Linked DNA regions of Bos taurus: region 1 is linked to region 2. The links are chromatin contacts, called in public Hi-C maps. All regions are on one chromosome and are shown on one strand. Each heading gives the region's core, a stretch centred on a gene start, on an enhancer-like site or on the middle of the called end of the contact. The rest is flanking DNA. Distances are from core to core; before and after follow the strand shown. Region 1 has its middle 37 kb from the start of MEF2D. Region 2 holds the start of MEF2D (myocyte enhancer factor 2D).

Evidence for each region. A called contact is a pair of places that touch in the nucleus more often than the background predicts.
Region 1: a Hi-C map of skeletal muscle shows a contact between it and region 2, with 2.6 times the contacts expected there. The contact joins the enhancer-like site here to the promoter of MEF2D in region 2. A contact is called at or near these places in 2 of 11 Hi-C or Micro-C datasets (liver and skeletal muscle).

Annotation. Positions count from the first base shown.
Region 1 is chr3:14,364,727-14,368,777 of ARS-UCD2.0, reverse strand. No RefSeq gene overlaps it. Among named protein-coding and RNA genes, the nearest start is that of MEF2D, 37 kb to the right of the region's middle. Within about 2 kb of position 1,592, at least 83 of the 102 cell types and tissues checked have an H3K27ac peak or open chromatin away from gene starts, as enhancers often do. A contact at or near this core is called in liver and skeletal muscle, where this site is marked.
Region 2 is chr3:14,327,745-14,331,657 of ARS-UCD2.0, reverse strand. MEF2D (myocyte enhancer factor 2D) reads right to left here and starts at 2,241. Exons shown (of 11, transcript NM_001205178.2): 1 at 1,961-2,241. It overlaps LOC132344829 (a long non-coding RNA gene), which reads left to right and starts at 2,333. Exons shown (of 2, transcript XR_009493848.1): 1 at 2,333-3,913.

The sequences.
Region 1 (4,051 bases), core at 343-2,842, 38 kb before region 2:
GTTGCCATTTCCTTCTCCAATGCATGAAAGTGAAAAGTGAAAGTGAAGTCGCTCAGTCCTGTCCAACCCTCAGCGACCCTATGGACTGCAGCCTTCCAGGCTCCTCTGTCCATGGGATTTTCCAGGCAAGAGTACTGGAGTGGGGTGCCATTGCCTTCTCCGGAAGAGATCTCTAGTCTTTCCCATTCTGTTGTTTTCCTCTATTTCTTTGCTTTGATCACTGAGGAAGGCTTTCTTATCTCTCCTTGCTATTCTTGGGAACTCTGCATTCAAATGGGAATATCTTTCCTTTTCTCCTTTGCTTTTCGCTTCTCTTCTTTTCACAGTTCTTAAGATTTAGTCAATTATACATACTTCTAATTATACATACTTTGAAGTTCATCTCCTTGATGCAGCCTCACCTTTCCCACTCTGAACGCCTCTAGTAGTCACTGTTTTTAAAATGGATTGAAATTGTACCATCACTTTTCCTATATCTTAAGTGGCATCATCTCAACTAGACATAAATTCCTTGGAGAGCAGGGAGGTGCCTTATCATGGTAGGAGAGTACTGTATGGGTGGGTCTGGGTTTCAGTCCCGGTGTCACCCTCATAAGGCAGTGTCCTCGGCCTCATCCCTTCGCCTTCCTGAGCCTCCACTTCTTTCTTTAAGCTAACTGGAGGGGGTTTTGTTTGTGTTTGTTTTGTGAGGAACTCCTGAGACAGTGGAAACAATGGTCTTGGTAAACTTCGCTTTGGTCAAATTAATATTGACATCACTGTTGGCCCCCAGTTTCCAGAAGGGCCTCTACAAACAGGGCTCCCTGGCTGTTTGGGGACGGCCGTGTCACCCCCGAGGGCAGGGACCTGGATTCTTCCTTTCTTCGGGATCCTCCAGGTAGTGCCAGATCTGGCCAAACTGCAGACGGAGGCTAAACATCCGGGAAAACGGCCAGAGGGCGCTCCCTTCCCCTCGAACTGGGCAAGACGACAGGCAGTTAAATTCACGCCTGCGCATCTCTTCGTCGAGGTTCTGATGAGACCCAGCCAAAATTGGCTCGCTCCGCTTGGGGTTTTTCCCTTACAGGGGCTGAATCTTTTGTGTACGCATGCGTCTTGTCTAGGCTGCGGCTGGCTAACAGCCCCATCCGTCATTGGACGAGCCAATGGAGTGAGCCTCAAAACCCACTTCCCGCCCTTCGGTGGAGGCGGGGCCTAGGAGTGGATTTGAGTCTTTGTCCGCACCCATGCCGGTGTGTACGAACTGTTTGAGGAGTGCCTGGGCCCGGGCAGTAAACTTGGGTCACCCGCTGCCAAATGACTGCCTTGGCGTGGGTGAATGAGGGAGTCGGTGTAAAGGGAGACAGGGACAGCGCAGCTTCCGGCAGCATCCGAGGGGTAGTTGCTAGTCATTTGTTGAGCACCGACTGTATGCCACACGCTGCCCGAGGCCCTTTGGAACGGCGATCGCTGCCTCCATGGGAACTTACAGCCCAGTGGGACAGGTTAAACAAGTGCCTTATTGCTTCGTCCCTCCCTTCTTCACCTTCGCCTTAGATGGAGATTCTCCTCTTCCCTAATCCTGAATCACTTCATGGTCCCACCCAGCACTGGCTGGCAGCGCAGGGATTGGGCACCTAGGCGCCAGGGCCAGCCTCCGCTCCCAGCTGAGGGCTGTGAGGACTGGCGCCACGGTCACGTGATGGCGGGGGTTTGGCGGGCGCGTGACCTCCCTATAGGCGGAGTCCTTCCCCTTCCTCTTCCCTTTTGGGTCCTCGGGCGTCGTCACCAGCTTTTATTTGGCACGTGGCGGCTGATGCGCAGTAAATGGGAGTGACTCTGTGCAGCCACGCTGCGAAGGCGGTTACCTCACTTTACTAGAGGCCAAACTGCCCGAGTGAGGCCAAGGAGCTGTAAACACGTGGAAACGAGTACAAAGCAAAGGGGGCGGGGGTAAACGCAAATCAGCCCAACTGGAAGCCGAATAAAGCCTGGGCTCAAGCGATTTATACCTGGGAACTGCGTGAGGCGCTGTGGAAAGAACTTGAGAGCCGGGTTTTTTTTTTTTTTTTTTTTTACTTTTGGGACTAGGGCTTACCAGCTGTGAAATAGAGCAGGGGACTGGACGTGCCCCTTAGACTGGCAGTGACACCGAATGACTTTAAGTTTGGAATCAGAAACAAGCAATCTCTATGGGCTCGGTAGGAATCGCTTCAGAGCCTGGGGTGGGGTCGCCTTACCCATCCGCTTGCTGTTCCTGAAACAAGTTTCCACAATCACAAGGCTGGAAAAGTTACTCAGCCCATGGGACTGAGGGGTGAGTCACAAGAACATGAGCTACAGGGAACTGCTTGATGTCCTTGGCTGGAACAGATACCACCCTCTGCTTCCCACCTCCCAAGAGTCACCCAAAGAGGGGCAGGAGCCCACTGGGTTCTCATTCTAAAGTGGAGTGATAACTAGAAGAAACGAATCTACATTCCTTGGCCCCACTGGGTCTGGTGCTGGAAAGTAGAAAAGCTGCAGAAAGTCACCACGCCCTTCAGGGGAAAAAAAAAATCCTTTGTAGTTGGTAGCACTACAGTTTATGAAGTGCACTTTCACATGCATTATCTCATTTTATCTGACTGAACACATACTCTGTGCCAGGCACTGAGCCAGACACAAAAATGGGTGAGGCAATAAATTTTTAAGAGGCGCTTTCAGTCCAGTTATAGAGAGAAAATAGAAACTACTACCTACAGTTTCAGGTAATGTGGTAGGAGCTATAAAGAAGGGGCAGATTCCTAAGACAATTCATAAGACAAGAACATAGGCAGCTGGGTAGGATGGGGGAAATCAGCAAAAGGTTAATGGAAGGAAAATTGTAGGAGTAAAAGCTTGAATGATAGGAAAGTTTTCAAAGAAATAAGGATTGTAGAACAGGATTTTTTTTTTTTCCTCCATAGAAACTCTTCTTACCCAAGTAAGCTCATCTATTTTCATGTCTTTACAGGTGGCAGTAATAAACATAACACTGACAGAGCACTTATTATGGATCAGAAACGGGTCTTAAGTGCTTCATGTGTAATATTTATTTAAATCTCACAGCAACCCATTTTACACATAAAGTGACTTGAGTCATGTAGAAGTTAAGGTACTCTTTAGGCTCATGTCTCACAGGCTTCTTTTGCCTCTGGCCTAGCCCTTGTCCTGAGCCCTGGCTTCATCCATCCAGGTAGTTCCTTCTGAATATCCACTAGGTAGCTAGTAAAGAAGTGTCATCTTCCCTTATCAAAAGAAAACCAATGACCTCTAGGGTTGCACTGGGTCTGCCACACCTGACCCCGCAGTTACCCCTGGGCAGTAAAACACTCCTCCCTGACTTCAGTGCCCCAAAGAATACACCAGGGAGCTTTCCCTTGTTCAAGGGTAGCAGAAGTGAGTCAAGGGACTTCCCTGATGGTCCAGTGGTTAAGCCTCCACACTTCCACTGCTTCCACTGCAGGGGGCATGGGTTCAATCCCTGGTCAGGGAACTAAGATCCTGATGTGATATGGACAAAAAAAAAAAAAGACTAGGGAGTCAAGCAGGCCTTTAGTGAAGTCAGGAGATCACAGATGGGCAGTACATTTCTGGTTCACCTGATCTATACAATGCAAACCCTTATGCTGCTTGAGGCCCCGTGTGACTCTCTCCTTGCCCTGCCCTCCAGTCTTCTTCCATGGTCCTTGGAGTTCCCATGTCCCAAGGACAGCTTCACGGGTGACCAACACTATGAATAGCTTCCCTCTTCATTTCTGTCAGAGGGAGCTGGTACTGCCAGGAAGCTTTCTAAAATGCAAATCTGATTCAGTCCCTCCTCTGCTTAAAATCCTTTGACCAAATATCTCCAGAATAAAATCCAAATTATGGCAATCAAGGCCCTTCAAAAGAAGTTTTCCGCCTCCCTCTTCTGCTTTATCTGCTACACCTTTGACCCATACCACAGTATCTGATTTCCTGAATGCACCATTCTCCCTCCATAACTTACATGCTATTCCTGCAGCTGGGAATGCCTTCCCTGCCCTCATTTGTATGTCTTCAAAATCCA
Region 2 (3,913 bases), core at 992-3,491:
GACACAGACTTGCTGTGTGACCTCAGATTTAAAAAACAACCTCTCTGGCCTCTAAAGGAGTGTAAGTAAAAGCTCCCCATTCCCACAGAGAAATCAGAAACCCTTCCCTTTACAAATGTACACACACACAAATTTACAAACACCTACTGGTAGTGTTGGGAGAGGGGTGGCATGGAAGTTACAACAAAGAGAGTATGACCACTGAGACCCAAGGGTCCATATGTCTGCTGGGCAAAGTGGGGAAAGACTTACACATGAACTCCAGTGATTCCCCAGTCACTCTATACAAACGGGTACTCAGCCACCTTCACACTGATCCCACCCCACCCCCATCTTCTGCCCAACACACTGGGAAACCACAGGAAGGAAATTCATTCCCAGGCATGCCGTGGGAGCTGGGACAGCCAGGCTAAGTCCTGGGGCGGGTGTGACCCGGCGGCCACAGGAGGGTGGACATCTGTGAACACTGACATGTGCTTTTTTCAACACTCTCCTTGACTACTAAGACTTCCCTGTTGGGGGTTTGGAGGGGAGTGGGAGGTGGACAGCTCCCTAACTTCAAAACACCCAATCTCCTGCTGGCCTGGGCTCCCCTGCTATCTGGAGGCCAGAGCAGCCCAAGGTCACCACCCCAGACGTTAAACTTCCCATAGTCCAGGCTGGGCCCTGAATTGCCTAGAAGACCCACAGAGGGAATGGGGGGAAGGGGTGGGGAGGACCACTCACCCAAACCAAAGAAACCAAGGCTACAGAGACCTCAAAAGGGGGCTGGGCACTGAAAAGGGGGACACAGGATCCACCCACTGTACCCTCCCCCAACCCACCAACAATGAGCTGCTTAAAAAGAGGCAGAGAAAGCCTCCCACTCAAAGGACAAACCTGGGATAACCTAAGTCAGTGGTTCCAAGGGTGCCCACACTCAGGAGCCCTCCTTTCATTAGGGAGAGACCTCAGGAGGCCTTTGAGAGATTAGCTTGAATCACTAGGGGAAAGGAGACCCTGCCTGTAAGACCAAACCAGACAGGAAAGGGGCTGGCACTGGAGTAAAAGACTAGATGCATCTCAGTCTCCTTGGCTCTCCGTCCCCAAAAGCCCCCCAACACTCACTAGACCCCCCACTCCCAGCCCAGCTCAGCCTGCCATAGGTGAAGAAAGCGACTGGAGAACTCTCGCCCAGATGTTGAACAGCTGCAAACTTCTGGCCGGGGGTTCTCCAGTTGGGTCTACTGACAAACCAGATCAGGGGTCTCGGGAGGAGAGGGCGAGGAGGTCCCAAGGAAAGGCCCTGCCTGGCCACCTCCGCGGTGACTCCGCGTCCCAACTCCACAGGCACCGGGCAAGCCCGGGCCCCGGACACACACACACACACACTCACACTCACACACCCCAACCCACCACCCTGGTGTCATCTGAACAACATCCCCCCTCCCTCCCCCGCTTCCCAAACAGCTGCGGCTCCCCCCGCCCCCACCCTCCCGCCGCCCTCCCAGGCCCCCTTCTGCACCATTTCGGGCCAAGGAGGAGGGAACAGGCGGCGCGAGGAGGGAGAGGGAGGGAGGGCCGGCTGTTAAAATGTCAGTCGCTCCTGGCTGTCACCGGAGACCCCTTCTGAGGATGGCGCCCCTTCCCAGACCACTGGGGGGTCCGCCGTAACCCCGGGACACCAACAGACCGGCGCGCCCCCAAGCCGTCCGTCCCCACCCCGATCCCAACACCCAAGGGAATTACAGCCCACTCTACTTGTCCCCGTCAGCCGACTCCCTCACCCAAACAGTCCCCCATGTAATCTCCCACCAACGCCACACGAAAAGAGCCCGCTCCGCGAGTTCCTCCCAGCCCAGGAGGCCACCCCATCCCACCTCTCAGGGGGACGGTCTAGACCACCCTCCACCCCAACCTCAGGACGGGGTGGGGGAGGGGGCCTCTTAAAGCGGCAGGCGCATTATTTTTCTTTACTCACCGGCCCCGCTGGGGGAAGGGAGGATGTCACGGCTGGGAGGGGGTAGCTCTCGCCCCTAGTCCCGGGGCTCTTCAGCACCTGGAAGCCGCAGCTCCGGGCAGGGGGAATAATTAGTGAGGACGGCGTCCGCGCGGGCCCTGGGCGGCGCCGGGGGGCCTGGGCCCCCGTCGTGGGCGCGCGAGCGGGCAGGCAGACGGGGGACCGGAGCCGACCGCCCGAGCCGCCTCGGCTGTTGTTGATATTTTGCTTCCTTCCTCCTTTCAGGCTCCAAAGGTAACTCCTCCAGCCCCCGGGAGTCGAGGCCGACGTAGGCACAGCTCAGCCTAGCTTGAGGGGTGGGGGAACGGGGGTGATGGACAGGCGGGGGGGCCAATGGGAGGAACCCGTGGGGGCGGAGGGGCGGGGCCGGAGTAGGGGCGGTCCCGGAGACGCGGCCCCGCCCCTCGCTTCCCTCGGGCCGGCCGGGCCGGGCAGGGTCGGCCCCCACCCCACCGCCCTTCCAAGCTAGGCTGCGGCGCCGGCAGCGGCAGATCCCTCCGCCTGCCGGGAGGGAGGGAGGGAGGGAGGAAGCGACAGAGCAAGACAAAGTGGGGGGGCAAGACTCAGAGGCCTCTAAAGGGATCAGCCCGTGCCCGTGGTGCCGGCTTTAGCCGGCGGGACGGCTGCCTAGCACTGCTGCCACCATGCGCTTGAGGAGGTCCTTTCCGGGGAGGTTCAGCGGACTCCGCGTATACTCTCCCATGCTCTCAAGCTATATCGACAACTCCCCCAACCCCCAAGCTCCGAGAGAGTTGGAGGTGGGAGTCTTAGTAGATAAATTTAGGGTAGATGCTAGGTGTTGAGAAAATTCCATCTCTCTCACTTAGGGTGGTGCCGAAGCCCCACTTAAAGAGACAGGTGCATTTCTAGGGGGTTACCTGGGGAGCTCGTTTGCTCCCTCTACCTGTGACAGGCCCCCTCCCTTCCCGGGACCCGGCTGACGCCCAGCAATTTAAAGCGACAGCTCATAGTTCCTGGGTGACCTAATCCCGGGTGCCTGCGGCCCCAGAGCACTTACAGCCGAGGGGGCAATTTAAAGGGGTGTGACCTTAATTTCCCCCAGCACAGGAAACGCCCAAAAGCATCTTATTAAAGAAGCAGTAGTAGCTGTTTTAAAAAGTTTATAATTCCTGTTTGCTCCAGGGTGTGGTGAATCCTCTCCTGCCTTGCAACAGGAGTGTGGGTGCCATGTGTACTGGACAACTGACCCTGTCAGACTTACTCCCCGTTACTCCAATGTCAGCTTCCTACCTTGAGCTTGACGAAATGATGGAATCTGGCTTAGATCTCAAAGAACCTTGCAGAACAGAAGGGCACTCAGTTCTTCACATACTCTGATTTCTACTGGGTCTGATTTACTGGACAAAGAGTCAATTCTAGGTTAAGGGTTGCTAAGACAAATATATCCCTGAAAGGGGCTGCATGTTATGGTGATTAGAGGCATCAACTTTGGGGGAGTCAAGCTATCTTGGTTCAAATCCTTATTCCACCATTTATTAACTGGAACACAGGCACATTACTTAACTTCCCTGTACCCCATGGGTAAAATAGAGATGATGATAATAGTACCTAACTCATAAGTTGGTGTGAAGATTAAATTAGTACATACAAGTAGATTGCTTTGAATGATAGCCCATGCTGCTTTATAATAAACTCAAGGGCAAGACCCCGTTAGGCCCATTATCCCACAGGAGCCTCGGAGGAGGCAAGTTCAGTGGAATTGCTTTGCAAATAGGTTGGAGGCTTGTCTATGTTTTAAGACAGGAAGCCAGCAGGCTATTTCCTTGGCCTTGGTTTCTGTCTCTTCCACCTGACCGCTCCTTCTGGAAACCTGATTTAAACTGTCCCATTTTGACCCCAAAAGTGGCTTCTTAGTTCCCCATTAGATTTAGGAGTTGGGGCCCCAGCACCAGA